Regions from separate parts of the Macaca mulatta genome. Here region 1 is linked to region 2. The links are chromatin contacts, called in public Hi-C maps. All regions are on one chromosome and are shown on one strand. Each heading gives the region's core, a stretch centred on a gene start, on an enhancer-like site or on the middle of the called end of the contact. The rest is flanking DNA. Distances are from core to core; before and after follow the strand shown.

Region 1 (3,761 bases), core at 1,075-3,574, 540 kb after region 2:
AGCAGGTTGAGGCTGCAGTGAGCTATGATCCGCCATTGTACGCCAGGCTGGCAAAGCAAGACCCTGTCTCAAAAAAAAAAAAGAAAAAGAAAAAATTGTCTGGGTTTGATGGTACATGCCTGTAGTCTTAGTTACTCAGGAGGCTGAATGGAGAGGATGGCTTGAGCCTGGCAGCTCAAGGCTGAAGTGAGCCATGATTACACCATTGCACCCTAGCCTCGGTGACAGAGACCCTGTGTCCCTCTAAAAACAAACAAAATTCAGTCTAGCTGTAGACCTAATCAGAATCTTCATCTTAGCAAGATCCCTAGGTGATGTGTGTACACAGTAGTTTCGAAGAGGCAGAAATCACTTCTCAGCAGTGTCTGAGGATGGCATCACTTTAGCCCATCATCACCAGGGCTGGGGACCCGGAGATTAACAACGATATAGTCCCTGCCCTCAAGGAGCTTGCAGGCTAGCAGAGAGACAGACAACCAGAGGAACAACCACAGGACTGGTATGAAGGTAGGGGAGTAGCAGAGACGGCTTTACAGAGGAGGTGGCTCTGAGATGCTTAACCTTTAGTACTAGTAGAGGCATCATTTGTTCTAAGAAAATTCGCTTTACATTCTTAATGCATGCAGAGTTGATCAATGCAACACCTCTTGATTTCCTCATAAGAGCTTTCAGAGGGTATCATCTTTGAGCAGCTCTTTACTCAATGGAGTGGTGCAGTGAGACCTCTGAGCCTATTTCCTCATCTGCAAAATGGGACAGTTTGTACTATATCGGCGTTACTGAAATTACCCGTGCTTTTTTTTTTTTTTTTTTTTTTTTTTGAGACAGAGTCTTACTCTGTCACCCAGGCTAGAAGGCAGTGGTGCAATTTCGGCTCACTGCAACCTCTGCCTCCAGGTTCAAGCAATTATTTGCCTCAGCTTCCCGAGTAGCTGGGATTACAGGTGCCTGCCACCATGCCTGGCTAATTTTTTTTTGTACTTTTAGTAGAGATGGAGTTTCACCATCTTGACCAGGCTGGTCTTGAACTCCTGACCTCATAGTCACCCACCTCAGCCTCCCAAAGTGCTGGGATTACAGGTGTGAGCCACCGCGCTCAGCCTTATCCGTGCTTTTATTTGAGCCACAAAACCACCCTGTGAGAGAAGCAGCACAGTGTGGAAGGACTTCCATAAAAAGTTGCTAAACATAAGATACAAAAAGAATGCTGCTGATCAGTATGTTCAACTGCGAAATAATTTTTGTTTAAAAAATGCATATACATTCTATAATTTTTTAAAACACTTTAACTGTATATAACAATAGACATATAGAAAAATGCTCTATTAACATTGATTTTCCTGGAGAGTTGCAACAGCACTTTATACATTTCAACACCACTTTATTTTCAAGGGAATGTAATTTTTAAATGGGAACATTTTATTTCTATTTTTGAGACGGAGTTCACTCTTGTTGCCCAGGCTGGAGTGCAATGGCACGATCTGGGCTCACCACAACCAACGCCTCCTGGGTTCAAGCGCTTCTCCTGCCTCAGCATCCCGAGTAGTTGGGATTACAGGCATGCTCACCACGCCTGGCTAATTTTGTATTTTTAGTAGAGACGGGGTTTCTCCATGTTGGTCAGGCTGGTCTGGAACTTCCAACTTCAGGTGATCCGCCCGCCTAGGCCTCCCAAAGCGCTGGGATTACAGGCGTGAGCTACCACGCCCGGCCGTAAACATTTTAAACATGTAAGTGCAATAGGAGATTAGAAGTCATGTTGATTCTGCGTGGCTTGATTATGGATTACTATCTTCCTCTCATCGCGGATCCGCATTTTTTGGTTTTCTGTGATGCGCTTGTCCCCATCTGGGGCTCTGGCGTCTTTCTGGGTCTAACGGTACCCAGCGCCCTCTGCCGAAGATCTCGGTACGGCGTCCTCAGGCTGGAGGGTGGAGCGGAGGAGGCCTGGTCGACCTGTATGGACTCGGTGGGCCGAGGCGGGGCCCGTTCGGCATCTTTAATAACTTTCACCGGGACCCGGTGGCCGGGATGGAGACGGCTAAGCCGCGAGATGTTTACCTACTACCACAGCGTCCACAGTACCCGGCTCGGCCTTAGGCCTCGGGTCCCGGCGTCCTCTCGGGAAGCACAAACCTACTACAGAGTAAGCCTGAGGCCACCATAGCCCTGAGGCTCTGCCACGCCCCCTGGCCCGCCCCCTCCGAGGCGCCGGGGAGCGATTCCCAAAGTGCCTGCGGGAGCGCCGCGTCACGGGAGCGCCGCGTCACGTGAGGCTGCCGTCCAATCGTGGCGCGCGCTCGGTCCTGCTGGCGGCTGGCGCCAGGCACGGTGGCAGCGGGCAACATGGCCGAGAGGCCGCGGCCTCCGGGCGGCGCCGTGTCTGCGACCGCCTACCCCGACACCCCTGCGGAATTCCCTCCGCACCTCCAGGCGGGTGCAATGCGGCGCCGCTTTTGGGGCGTATTCAACTGCCTGTGCGCCGGCGCGTTCGGGGCCCTGGCCGCCGCCTCCGCCAAGCTGGCCTTCGGCAGCGAGGTCGAGCCCGGGGCGCTGCTGCTGCTGCTGCTGCGGGCGGGCGGGCTGGGCGGCGCTGGGCGGAGGAGGGGCGCTGCGGGGCCCGCGGGGCTCCTGGGGTGGGGCGGGGGTGGGCACAGGGCGCCGCCGCACCCTCGCCGGTCTGTCCGGCTGGGGCCCCCGGCCGCGCACGGCGCTGCGGTCAGCTGGGGTGGGAGAGTGTGTTTCGCCTCTAATCACGCCAAACCCTCGTCCAGTGTAGGCGGTAAGAGACGTCGGGGACTGAGGCCTCCTCCCTTACCAGGGACCTAAAACCTTTTCTCCGGTTGGGCTAGTTCGCTCTCGGGGAAGACCTACACCTCCTACATCCACCCTCTACCTCTCATTTTAAGTCCCTTGTGCCTGAACATTTCTCTCCACGTGACTCTTAAGGTGAGAAGCCTGTTGCCCATCCCTTTACTCCGTAATTAACGGGTATTGTGACCAGATGACCTGTCTGCCCCACTACCAGGAAAATTGGGAGTTTGGGATACTGTAGGCATAAGCAGATACTGACAGAGACGTTCTGGTTGTTTTCCTGACGCTGAGAACTCCCAAACTTGCCTCCTGGCGTCTGCTAAGGTGTATCTCTGCCTCTCCCGTCCCATGTCGTAGACCAGCCTCTGCTTGCTAGAGGGGTTTCATTGCATCTGCAGCCCAGGGTTAGCCTCTGACCTGGACAGTGGTCACTGATTATTTAGGGTTAAGCCTATTTAGGGCTAATCCAGTAGGAGCTGCCATGCTTGAGGTTAGTATCCCATTGGGTGTAGTTCATAGGGTAGGTAGTCGAAAGTAAAATGAATAACTTTGTATGGGCCATGAAGTTTGTTGTCATGAACCAGACCTTCATAACCCTTTATGTAAGCAGGTTGCCACTGGCCCATATGCTGCTTTGTGTAAGACAAGGTTGTCCAACTCGCGACCCAACACAAATTTGTAAACTGAAAACATGAATTTTTTTGCGATTTTATTTTTACTGTTTTTAGCTCATCAGCTATCATTAGTGCTAGTGTATTATATGTGTGACCCAAGACAATTCTTCCAGTGTGGCCCAGGGAAGCCAAAAGACTGGACACTCTGGTGTAAGTTATAAGAAAGCACCTTTTTCTCAAGACACTATGTGTTCAGCTGCTGAGAAACCACTACAAGTAATAAATATGATACTTAGATTCCGCCCCCCGCACCCTCCCCTCCTCGCCTTGTCT
Region 2 (4,086 bases), core at 523-3,022:
CTGATATTTCAGAGGCTTGATCATAATCCAGGCATAGAATTAGAGGTACTTGCCCTTGCCCTCACCCTCACCCTTGTTCTACAGGATCCCCTTGTTAGGTTGGTGAGATTGTGGCTGTCATAGCCTAGAAGGAAGAGGTGGCCCCCGTTCACGAGGGAGGGACACTCACTCTTCCAATTTGCAGTGAGGACAGGGTCCCAGGGATGACTTGCAACCTGGAGGTTTGGGACATTCTCAACTTCAGTGTCCTTGATTTCTGCAGTGATGACAGGCTCCCCTTCTGTTAGTGTTATAGGGATGAGCCTTGGGGTTATTGGCTAATGAAAAAGAATGTGCCAATGTTGTCTCAGTATAATTAGCTTGGTGACAGCATTTTTCCTCCTCCAATTGAGCCTTTTTTTTTTTTTTTTTATGTTTCCTCCTGGTTATTGAAAACCTTAAAGGCTGCTTTTAATAAAGTACTAAAGGGAGTCTGTGGGCCTTGCTCTGATTTTTGGAGTTTTTGTCTGATGTCTGGGGAAGGCTGACTTATAAAATGTATGGGCAGAAGGGATTGGCCCTCAGGGCTTTCAGGGTCTAAATTTGTATATTTATGCATAGCCTCCATCAGTCTAGCTGGAAAAGGACTGGGTCCTTGGTCCTGAGTGATCTATCATAATTTAGAAAAATTAACAGGTTTTATTACAGTCTTTTTCATTCCTTCCAACAAACATGTTATCATATAATCTTCTCTGCCCCTGTCTCTGTTTGGGCTGGCATTGGCAGCATGGTATTGCCAATTGGGTTCTGTGTTGGGGACAGCTTCTGCCCCGGCTCTATTATTAGGATTGCCAACATGAGCTTCATCTGCCCAAACTCGAGCTAAAGACCATGATTTTTCTTCGTGGGAACAGTAAATAGTTAATACCACAAATGTGTCTTGCCAGGTTAACTCAAAGGCAATAAAGCCCGAAATTCTTGAATGAACTTAGAGGGATCCTGGCTAAATGAACCCAACTTGGATTGAATTTGCCAAAGATCAGACAATGGAAAAGGGACATGAACTCAAATTGTTCCCAAATCTCCGTTTTCCACCTTGTGGAGAGGCAAAATATTTGGGGGATTTTCTGAGGACTCTGTACTAGTGGCATATGTAACTCCTGTGCGAGTATGTGAGGGTGATAAAGTATCTGGATGGTAGGGGGCAGGGGTTGATTGGGGCATGGAGCAGATGGCAAGGGGTACACAATGAGTTTTGACATGCGTGCATTATGGAGATGTATAGAAATTCTAGTTACTTTTAAATTTGAAGGGAAGAAGTCTGGTACCAGATGCTGGCTTTAGATAACAGGGAAGTCTAGTTACTTCTAAATTCCTCAGGTAAGGAGTTTCTGCCTCAGGATGGTCTGCTTAATGGCCACCAGGTGATCTTTGCTCGCAATTCTATTTGCTTGATTTCATCTGTGGCAGTTTCTGGGTGCGGGGGTGGGGGGAATCAAAGTTACAGGAACAAAATAAAACCAACAGTAAAACTTTCATGCTGACTGGAGAATGCTTAACGTTTAAAAATAGGTGTTGAATGGGCCAAAGCCAAACAACGCAAGCCGGAAAAGAAATGTTTAAAAGCTGGCTATATTTATACAAGAAAAACCAAAAGAGATAATTAAATGAGACTTTTAAAATTCGGGGCTCTCCACTGAGGCTCGTCCCCGGGCGCCAGCTCCGGGAGTTCGGCAGAGGCTCGTCCCCTGCCAGGGCGCCTGGGGCAAGGGACCGCAGGGCGCATGCGCGTCTTCCAGCAGCCCCTTTCCCCTTCTTCCTCAAGATCCAGGGCGTGCTCGGTTGCCCTTCTCCGTTCCCTGCGGACCCTTGCGTCAGGACCCACCACCTGCCGGCCCATCATTTTCCGAGTCCCTGCGGCCTAGTCGGAGTGCTCGCTCGCGCCTCCTAAAGCTTTCAGCGGAGGGCGCCGAGACCCCTGAGGGCGGCCGGTAAGAAGGCGGAGGGGTGGGGGCCTCAAAGCTCGCGGGAAAGGTGCAGCAGTCACTAGAGTGCTGACGTCAGCTAGAGGCAGGGCACTGCGGAAGGTTGAATCCACGCCCTGGCTGCGCGCAGGCGCTGTAGGGGGAAGGCCTGGCACGCTCCAGCCAACCAGGGCGTCACCTGCAGCCCGTCCCCCTTCCCCGGCTTGCCTCCAGCGCTCTGCCGCCGCCGGAGAGGGGAGGGTGTTGGGGGCAGGTGGAGCCGGGAGGGTCCAGCTGAGAATTCGGGGTTAGGGGATCAGAGAGCACTGCGGCTAGGAGCCCGTCAGAACCTGTCGCCCAGTGGGGCCAGGGCAGGTGGGAGCGCCTGGCCGTGCGTCGCGCGTTGGTTGGCCGGCTGACGCCCCGGTGCGCATGCGCGGCCGAACAACCCTGCGGGCGGAGCGAGTGTCCTCTCTCCTGGTGTACTGGGTGGGAGGTGGAACTGGTCGGACAAAGCCCTCGCGTCGGACCCTTGCCAGAACTGTAAGGAGCAAGAGGGGAGGGACTCCGGTGGTGCATTCATGCCCCTCTCAGGGTGGGAAGCGGGGTCGGAGGGGGGTGCTCAGAGCCACCTTAGCGCAGCGTGCTAACTTTTGAACTGAGGCGGTGCCGGGGGCCGCAGTATCCGCATCGCATCTACATTTTAACTCGTTTTGCAATGAGAACGTAAAGACGATTTAGGTTTTATTGTTTCCGACTTATATTTTACCGAGGTCTTTGGTTTACGGGAAATTGTTACCTACTAAATCTCATATAGCAAGAGATTGAGAAAAGGAAGCTACAGAATCTAGGCTAATTTATCTGATAGCTTTTCCTGCTTTTACTCTTTTTGCCTTTTCCCCCTACTCTAAGAAGTACATATTCAACTGAAAAGCCATGAAAATTGCAGCTTTTATCCCTCCTTGATGTAACAAACTGCTTTCAGAAACCTTACAGGATAGTCACTAAAGGAAGTCACAGTTCAAATGAGAGTGGCATGATATTAATTTTGTTAAAATAAATTACTTTCAAATAAAAGTTGTGCCAAATGGTCAAAGCTCAATCCTGGGAGCTCTATTTGGCACACACTGTTATTCTTTCTGTGTTAGTTGAAAGTGATTTAAGCAAAACAAAACCGTTTTTCGTGTACTCTTCCATAATTTGGATTTTTCACCGATTTACGTATCTTTCCTCCAAATTTGGTTTGAAACTGCACAGATTTAATGCCTCAGCACAGATTTTAGGTAAAATTTGAAATTTTCATTTTATGAAACAGAAGCTAATATCACTATTAAGTAGATTAAAGTAGTCATTTACCATGGTTTGTAAATAAATTGTATCCTTCCCGGTCCTCTGCCCCCTTCCAGGAAAGGCACCATTTCCTTAGAGAAGACCTTCCTGAGTGCTGCCCGTCCCATTCTAAGTGTAGCGTCTGGGAGTTTCTCATATTCTGTGCATGTTTGTATTATTGCATTTACTGCGTTTATAGTTATCTGCTTGTGTCTGTTTTTACACTCCCCCCTCCCTCTAAAAGTATTTTGAGTGTTAGAATTGTGTTAATATTTTCCTAGTCCCAATGCTTTACGCAGGACCTGGCCCATAAGTGATGATGAATGGGTGAGTTAAAGACTCAGTATGCCTTCCAAGTCTGATAAGACAGTGCAACCTCTTTAGTTATTTTATAGCATTTTCCATGTGGAAGTATAGTGGGCTATGTGCAGTATGGACAGGAACCACCTATGTAACAATTTGTCTGAAGAGGAGAAGCCTGCAGTTGATGTGGATGCCCTAGGCTTTTGGAGCTAGTGTCTGAATGAGAGCACCCAACTCTACTCTGAAGCAATGTGTCTTCAGTCAGCTGATAGTAATTTGATTTTCTGTGTAGCTAGTCCTGAGAGAGTAAGAACATTATATGTGAATCTTCTAGTTGTCTTAGCATTCATAATCTCAAAGTAAATTTACAGATTGACATTCTAGTTATCAGGCCTTCTAATTTAGCTTTCCCAAAGTCCGCATATATCTGTTTGAAGTGATTAAAATTGGGTTCTGTTCTTACAAAGTTAAAGACTAACCCAAGATCTGGGCGTTAGGAAGAGGCAAGCAG

Evidence for each region. A called contact is a pair of places that touch in the nucleus more often than the background predicts.
Region 1: a Hi-C map of fetal cortical plate shows a contact between it and region 2, with 3 times the contacts expected there. The contact joins the promoter of TMEM42 here to the promoter of TCAIM in region 2. A contact is called at or near these places in 2 of 14 Hi-C or Micro-C datasets (CD4 T cells and fetal cortical plate).

What each region holds. Positions count from the first base shown.
Region 1 is chr2:108,196,827-108,200,587 of T2T-MMU8v2.0, forward strand. It overlaps TMEM42 (transmembrane protein 42), which reads left to right and starts at 2,325. Exons shown (of 3, transcript NM_001194661.1): 1 at 2,325-2,538. The coding sequence starts at 2,347.
Region 2 is chr2:107,653,079-107,657,164 of T2T-MMU8v2.0, forward strand. It overlaps TCAIM (T cell activation inhibitor, mitochondrial), which reads left to right and starts at 1,773. Exons shown (of 11, transcript XM_015131204.3): 1 at 1,773-1,970.